Regions from separate parts of the Mus musculus genome. Here region 2 is linked to region 1. The links are chromatin contacts, called in public Hi-C maps. All regions are on one chromosome and are shown on one strand. Each heading gives the region's core, a stretch centred on a gene start, on an enhancer-like site or on the middle of the called end of the contact. The rest is flanking DNA. Distances are from core to core; before and after follow the strand shown. Region 1 overlaps Nsg2 (neuron specific gene family member 2). Region 2 holds the start of Fbxw11 (F-box and WD-40 domain protein 11).

Region 1 (3,798 bases), core at 601-3,100:
AAAACATCCTCAGATCAGCACATTTATCTAGTTACACTTCCTTGCACCTCCCCCGCCTCTCCCTTAACTTGTTTGGCTCTAGACATGTTCTTCTGACCATTCCTGTGTCTCCAGATCCAAAGAAAAGATCTTTCTAGATGGAGGGAGGAGGCTGACTCTTGGCAGAACCACAGATGGGCATCTTTGGGTGGCCAAAGGACAGTGTCACAAGACAAGTGACAGAGATGAAGTTGGAGGGGCAGGCACTGTCTGAAAAGGCCAGTCGTAAGCACCACTGAGAAATGGCCAGAAGGGCACAGGGAGCTGAAGGGACGGTAAACACTGGAACAGGCTTCTAGACCTTCAATGCTGGAGAAGCTGCCCAGCAGCCCGGGGACTGGGAGGAAGCTGTGGTGGGGGGACACCCCAAAAGCTCCACCCATGACGTTACCAGAGTCAGGCTACTATGGGGTTGGGGGTGGGGGAACATGAAGCTTGGTGCTTTGTTCCTGTGGAGTGGAACCAGAACCAGTGTGTGTGTGTGTGTGTGTGTGTGTGTGTGTGTGAGAGAGAGAGAGAGAGAGAGAGAGAGAGAGAGAGAGAGAGAGAGAGAGAGAGAGAGAGAGGAGAGATTTTGCAGAGAAAGGCACTATTGTGGATAACCTCCCTCTCTTCCCCTTTAAGAAAACAGAGCAAGACAGAGAGCCCTGGAAGCCTTGGCTTGACTTGAAAAAGAAATGGGGTGAAAATGGGGTGGGGAGGATCGAAATAAACGTCTCTCCTGGCCTTTTCATTGTTAAAAGCGGGCTTTGCAGACATTTAATAAATGAGGCTCCAGGTTTTCAAATATTGTAGGTATGGGCAAAATCACTCTGTTTTTGTTTGTTTGTTTTTGTTTTCTCCCATTTACACACTGGTCCTCCAATGTCCTTTCAAGTTGCTACTGTGTGGAATACAATTTAATATAATTGACTTTGAGAAATGGGATAAATTATTAATTTCCAAAGGATGCCCTATCCCCTCTCCTGCTTCTGTCCTCTCCACCTCCACTTCACTGGCAAGGCCAGACTACATGGTGGTTCAGATGGCTCAAAGTGCAGATCATAAAATTTTAAAATACTACCTCCCTGGATTATCAATAATGAAGAGGTTCCCACATGGTGAGTCCCCAGGATTGGCAGGAACAATAAACGAAAGCGCAGAAGTGCTGACAAGGAGCAAGATTGTGTTTTTATGAGTTGGGCTTGCCTAAGCCAAAAATAGACCTTCCCTGTAGCCAAGGCTCATCCCTGCCGCAGGGTGAGAGGCTGCAGGCACATCAGGTGGAAACTCCACCGTGGAGGCCTGCTTTAATTTTTTCTTCCTTCCTTCCTTCCTTCCTTCCTTCCTTCCTTCCTTCCTTCCTTCCTTCCTTCCTTCCTTCCTTTTTTGTGTTTATTTTTCAAGGCAGATTTCTCTGTGTAGTTCTGGCTGGCCTTGAACTTAGAGATCTGCCTGCTTCTGCCGCTCAGTGCACAACCACCGCCCCGGCTGCTGCTTTAATTTTCACTTTTCTTTCCAGTCCTTGAGTCTGCATTCCCCCCACCCCCACCCCCACCCCCACCCCTGTCAAAGTCATTGCTAGCCTTCCTATTTTCCTGTTGAGGAGTTTTAGTCCAAATCCGAGAGTGGGAACTGGTTGAGCCAATGAGCAAACAACAACATTGAGCTCTTTCTGTCAATCACCACTTTTTAAAAGTACCACTACTCCAGGTGCTTGGCCCTGTGCCAAAGTCTGCGTTTTTGAACTTTAGCCTTCTCACCGACTCTGCTATGGGTGAGCATCTGGCCCAGAGAAGATTGAGACCACAACCCTCACTGGTCGCTATGAGGCTGTGCTGAATCCAGTCAGTTGTCACCTCACCACTCTGGTCCCCAGGGCACTGGAGACAAAGGAAGGGAGGCCAAAGAGGCCACGTTGCCAGATGGGGGCGGAGTCCTCACTCAGATCCTCCCGTTTGCCTTCTCTGCTCCTCACCTCTGCCCCCCTCGCCCCCTCACCTCACACTGCCCCCCTCCCCCCAGGATTAAATCTTCCCCTGTGATCTTGAAAGCTGGACCTGGAGCCTGTGCTCAAAGATCTAGTGGCAGTCTATACAGAGCCATCAATTTCACAGTGGGAGATTGGCGTAAAAAGAAGGGAGACATTTGGCTCACATCACACAGCAGGATGAGTCAAACCCAGAACGCTAATATGAAGCTGCCACTCTGCTCTGGGCTCTTTCCAGGGCTCTTTTCTTTGCCAGGCCTTTGCTTTCTTAGAGACAAAATATAAATCAGCGTGGCCAGCATCACCTCAATTCAGTGCCTCAGCTCTCAGCTCAACAGCTCTCCACAGGGGCTCACCCGAGCAGAAGAGAGCAAGTCACGTCCACCCTCCCACGCTGCTTCACCTTTGGTGAGATGGGAACGTCTTTTTAAAACAAAAGTTTGGTGTGTGTTCATGGTTACAAAACTGAAAATTATAGACAAAGGTCTTCAATGGACTCCATCAACGTCACTCTCTTAGCAACCAAAGCACACACATACTGTCTGCCCTCCAAGACTGAAAAGATTTTAATCTCGTATTGCTAAATAGTATCTATTGTGTATATTTTATTATATAATGTATACACGTATCAAAACATCACATTTTGGGGATTGGAGAGACCATTTAAGAGTTCCTACTGCTCCTCTAGAGGACCAGAGTTTGGTCTCCAGCACCCGTATCAGGTGGTATCTATAACTCCAGCTCCAGGGCATCCAACATCTTCCTCCAGCCTCGGAGAATATGGTGCTGCTGTATATACCCACACACATAATTTAAAATCACAGTTTTGCGCCCCCCAATATGTTCAGTTTTCAAGTACCAACAATACATAAAACATAAATAAAAGAGACTAGAACTTATGCATGTTGTTTTTGTACGTGAGACCGCATGCCACCATCTTAGACTATGTTCTCACGGAGTGAGCTGCAGTTGCCCTTTCCCCCAAGCCTCTCTGCCTCACCCTCACACCAGTTGCTCATAGTTTTCCATTTTACATCAGTGTTCACTTAACTAACCCTTTCTTCTCAACAGTCCAAATCAGTCCCAGTTTTTTGGTGATATCTAAAGGGTGTTGTATAACTGGAAAAAAAATGCTCATAGGATATATTCCTAACAATAAGAAGCACAAAAGCCAGGTGATATATGCAGTTTAATGTTATAAACAATGTCAAATAACTGCAGAAGGACTCTCTCTGCATTGGTTACGCAGCCAACAAGAATGGAGTAAGAGCAGGAGGAAGGGATCTAACGGAGAAACAGCAGGGATGTTAGATAATGCATATGACCTAAAAGCAGAAGAGAGAGGAGCTAGAGAGGCGGCTCAGTGGTTCAGAACACTGGCTGCTCTTCAAGAAGACAAGGGTTTGATTGCCAGCACCTACATTGGTGGCTCAGTATTGTCTGTAACTCCAGTTCCAGGGATCCAACACACCCTTTTCTGGTCACCATAGACACTAGGCACAGAAATACATGCAGACAAAGCATGCACACAGAGAAAATAAAAAAATTAAAAAAAAAAAAGCAGACGACTACTAAGAGGGAGAAAGGATTTAGCAGAGGAGGGAGCAGGTATGGGAAGGACAGTAAGGATGAATAAGAACAAAATATACAGACATGTACATAGGAAAGTGGCACAGTGAGAGCCATCACTGTCTGCTAACTTAAAAAGAATGGAAGAAAAATACTAAGTTTGACGTTCACAAAAGCCTGTATTATGTTTTTCCAAAAATTACCAACATAAGCATTATAAA
Region 2 (3,798 bases), core at 597-3,096, 630 kb before region 1:
TCTGCACATTGTGCAGAGTCCAGCAGACATGAGACTCTGTATTTTATGCTACTATACTTCCATTTTAAAACGTGTACCTCAGCTCCCTGGATAACATCATCCACAGAAACCATGAGGCTATCCAACAGACTTTCAGTATCACCATTTATTATTTATAGCATTAAATGGGGGAAGTGGCTCTGATGTCACCAACCCTACCCAGTGGAATCACTGACTCAATAAGCGATTCACACTGGAGAAACTCTGACGAGGAAAACATCTTGCTAAGTTCAGCAGATCTTTCACCTTTTCTTAATACTGTGGAGCAGATACTAGTTGTTACTATATCAGTAGAGATACAAAGAAAACTATCAAGGTTTTCACAGGAAGAAGCCCTTTGTATGTTCATTTGCAGAGGCTGATTTCCTCCCCAACTCTCCTGGGCCCAGTTTGATTTCCCTCACGTTCAAACTGGCAGGTAATACCAGTCAGCCATACTTTATTTCTTCCGCCAATGAGCAAATCCTTCACTTTCCCAGACTCAGAGTCCTGTTTCCAAAAACCTTTCTAGCACCAAGTCTGAGGTCAGAAACGGGTTAGGGGTGTCCGGGGAGACCTGACCAGGCTGGCTACCAATGGTTCCTAACAGTACAGGGATCGCTGCTTATCCGTGGGCCAAGAAACCCCCCTCCCATTTTTTATTATTAAAATAAGAGAGGGTGGCAGTGATGAGCGCGACCTCTTCTCCCTCCCCTCTCATTTCCCAAATGATAAAAGTTATGGTTTCCCTTTCCTGGGGGATGGAATTCAAGAGTACCTAGGGCCTTGCTATACAAACATCCTTCACGGCAGGGTAGGAAACCCTTTGTCCAAGAAGCCTGACACCGCAGGGGCCCGGAAAATAGGCCCCTTATCCGGAACAGCCTCAGACTCGTAGGCACCCCCAACATCCCAGTCCAATGGGGCTATCCTGGCATCCATACAGCGGTAGCTTGGGGCGAGGGTGCTGAGACCCACCCCTACCACCCACCCCACCCCACCCCACCCCACCCCCCGCGCCTAGGTTATGGAGGCCGAAGCGGCTCCAACTGGTCTCGGACTCCCTTCCACCACCATCACCCTCAGCTTGAGCGAGGCTGGGAGGCGCGATGCAGGCCCGGCCAGAGGAATCCAGGGAAGGGAAAAAGAAATCCCCTTCTAAAAACAGAGTGTGATGGCAAGGCAAGAGTGAGCAGTGGCTCCGGCAGGAGCGAGGCTGGGGCGCCGGAGACTGGCCGGAGCCCGGCAAGGAGGGGGTTGGGGGAGCCGCGGGGAGTGGAGGCCGTGCCGGCCCAAGAGCGCGAAGCGTCAGCAACGAGCCATAGCAGGGGGGCGGCCGGGCCCAGGCGGCGGGGAACGAGGGCTGGCCTGGCGCGGACGCCGGGGTGGGCAGGCCCCCCGGCCGCCGGCCGGCCGGAAGAACTGAAGGCCAGTGGGCCGCACTCACCATGAGCTCGATGGTCTTGTCTTCAATCACCGAGTCGGGCTCCATGGCGGCCCCGGCGGCCCCGCCTCGCTCTCTCCGCTCAGCAGCGATCGGCCCGGGCGGAGGAGGCGGTGGCGGCGGCGGCGGTGGAGGCAGCTCTCGCACCCACTCTAGCTGCCAGCCCGCCCGGGCCGCCCGCAGCTCCGCCCTCACCCTCGGCCGACGCAGGACGCACAGCGAAGACTACAACTCCCGGCAGCCGCGGCGGCTCGCGCAGCTTTGTGGGAGCAAGAAGCCGCTTGGTCCAATCTGCCGGCTTCTGCCACCGGAGAGAGCACCTAGGGGAGCGCAGGGCTGTGAGTGCCGGACGTGCAGAGCTGGAGTATCTAGGGCTTGCTCGCGATAGGGCCTCGCGAGCGCCGCGACTACTTGTCCCAGAAATCCTCGCGCGCGAGGTCTTCTTCCGGTTGGTCGTTCCTGACTTCCTGGCAGCCCGTAGCCGCACGGACCTGGACGGAAACTCCGAGGCAACTCCTCACTTGTCGGAGATCTTTGCAGTGCGAGCGAGCGATCTCCGCACATGCGCAGTGGGTGTCTGCGGTGCCCACTAGTCGTCTAGGCTGCAGCGCTGCCGTTCCGTGTGTGTTGCATTTGGTAGGGACAGATGGTGGAGACAGGTGGGTCCCAGGTTGCACTAGGAAGTGTGGGAGGGGGCCCGCGAGGTCGAAGACACAATTAAAGGAAGATGGGCATCTAAGAGTTTGGAGACTGAGCTGGGAAAGCGGTGTGTGGAGATCTGCCACACTGACTGGGAGGAGCTGAGCCATGAGAAAGAAGCTATACATTTTGAAGACACTTTTTTTTTTTTCCGAGACAGGGTTTCTCTGTATACCTGGCTGTCCTGGAACTCACTTTGTAGACCAGGCTGTCCTCGAACTCAGAAATCTGCCTGCCTCCACCTCCTCAAAGGCGTGCGCCACCACCGCCCGGCCGAAGACACTTATTTTTAAGCATTCAGTTTCTACTAGTACTGCCCTAAGCACTGGGAATGACCGGAGAGACCTCTGTTCTTATTCAGCTTAATTCTAGTGGGAAGACAGCAGACATTGACTAAGAGTTAGAAATGATATGAAGAAACGCATCTAGAGACTTCAGAGAACCTCTAACTCCTTGTGACTTCCAAGTCTGTCAATACCCTCGAACCAAAAGCCCCCAGGAACACGCTGATAGTTGAACAAGGTGGGTTTTTTCCTAGCTGAAGTAGAAATGAACATACACCATGATGAAGCAGGGACGTCTCAGTAAGAGACCTTAGGTAATGTAGAAAAGGATTTGAAGGGGCTTTGGAGCAGATACTGCCGGGAAGTGGGGGTATAAGACTGGGCACCTCAGCCTTATCTATGGGAAGTTATATTAGATTAAAACTAATCCAGTAATTGTTGACAGCCTCTCCTGTTAGCCAGATTCAAGTGTTTAGTCTTGTAGCTGTGTTTCAGGGACTTGGACAATGTCCATGTTTTATCTGTGTTCACAAATGATTATGGGGTGGTCTTGTTTTTGTCTTGATCCATAAGCTAAGGCCACAGAATGGCCTTGTCTAATGTTGACGGACTGTTAAGTTGTTTATGTTTACAGGAGACCTGGCAGTCAGAGCTGTTATAAAGTGTCTCAAGGGCCTGGCTCATTGTACCCAGCCCACTTCACAGTAGCAGTGCCTGCTTGCCTGCTTCTCAAGTTTGTTTCAATTCTTTGCCCCTGTAAAGAGGATGACTTAGTACTCTAACGATTCCCAGGGAGCAAGGCATTACAGTAATCTGTATACATCCACATCACAGTGTAAATCCCCTGCAGATAGACTTTGAATCTTTATCTAGTGGCTTTCACCAAGAGATTGAAAGAAAAGCAACTGGGAAAAGCCCAGAATTGGAGTTACTGCCAATACCTTGCTGTCTGGTTTTCCCCAAACTCTCTTCCCTTTCTGGACTTGGGACAGTCAGAAGTGTAATGAGGAGGTTAGGTTAAATGACCTTTGTTTCAGTTACCTATTGTGACATAACCATCCATTCCAAGGCGTGGTGGCTTAGAATAACAATGGCTTATTATCTTATACAATTACGTAAATTAAGCAAGCTCATCTGGACCAATGTGATATATATATCAGCTGAGGTTACACATGGGGCCTCCCAAGCTTCTGGAGGGTGGCTCAAAAAAGGGCAAGAGCCATCAGCAGATGCTTATCAAGGTCTGACTGCCGCATCAGTCAAAGCAAGTCCAAGCCCATATCGAGTGTGGGAAGTTCTATGGATACTGAAAGACTAGTCTATTAGGCTTCACCAATGCAGCCAAGACCTTGA

The links. Hi-C and Micro-C count contacts between places; a contact is called where the count stands out from the background.
Region 2: a Hi-C map of Th1 cells shows a contact between it and region 1, with 6 times the contacts expected there. The contact joins the promoter of Fbxw11 here to the enhancer-like site in region 1. A contact is called at or near these places in 2 of 39 promoter capture datasets (hippocampal neurons and pre-B cells) and 1 of 484 Hi-C or Micro-C datasets (Th1 cells).

Annotation. Positions count from the first base shown.
Region 1 is chr11:32,008,628-32,012,425 of GRCm38.p6, reverse strand. The region is part of intron 2 of Nsg2 (neuron specific gene family member 2); the gene reads right to left. Among named protein-coding and RNA genes, the nearest start is that of Nsg2, 10 kb to the right of the region's middle. Within about 2 kb of position 1,850, at least 87 of the 459 cell types and tissues checked have an H3K27ac peak or open chromatin away from gene starts, as enhancers often do. A contact at or near this core is called in Th1 cells, where this site is marked.
Region 2 is chr11:32,640,603-32,644,400 of GRCm38.p6, reverse strand. Fbxw11 (F-box and WD-40 domain protein 11) reads right to left here and starts at 1,846. Exons shown (of 13, transcript NM_001271347.1): 1 at 1,466-1,846. The coding sequence starts at 1,510.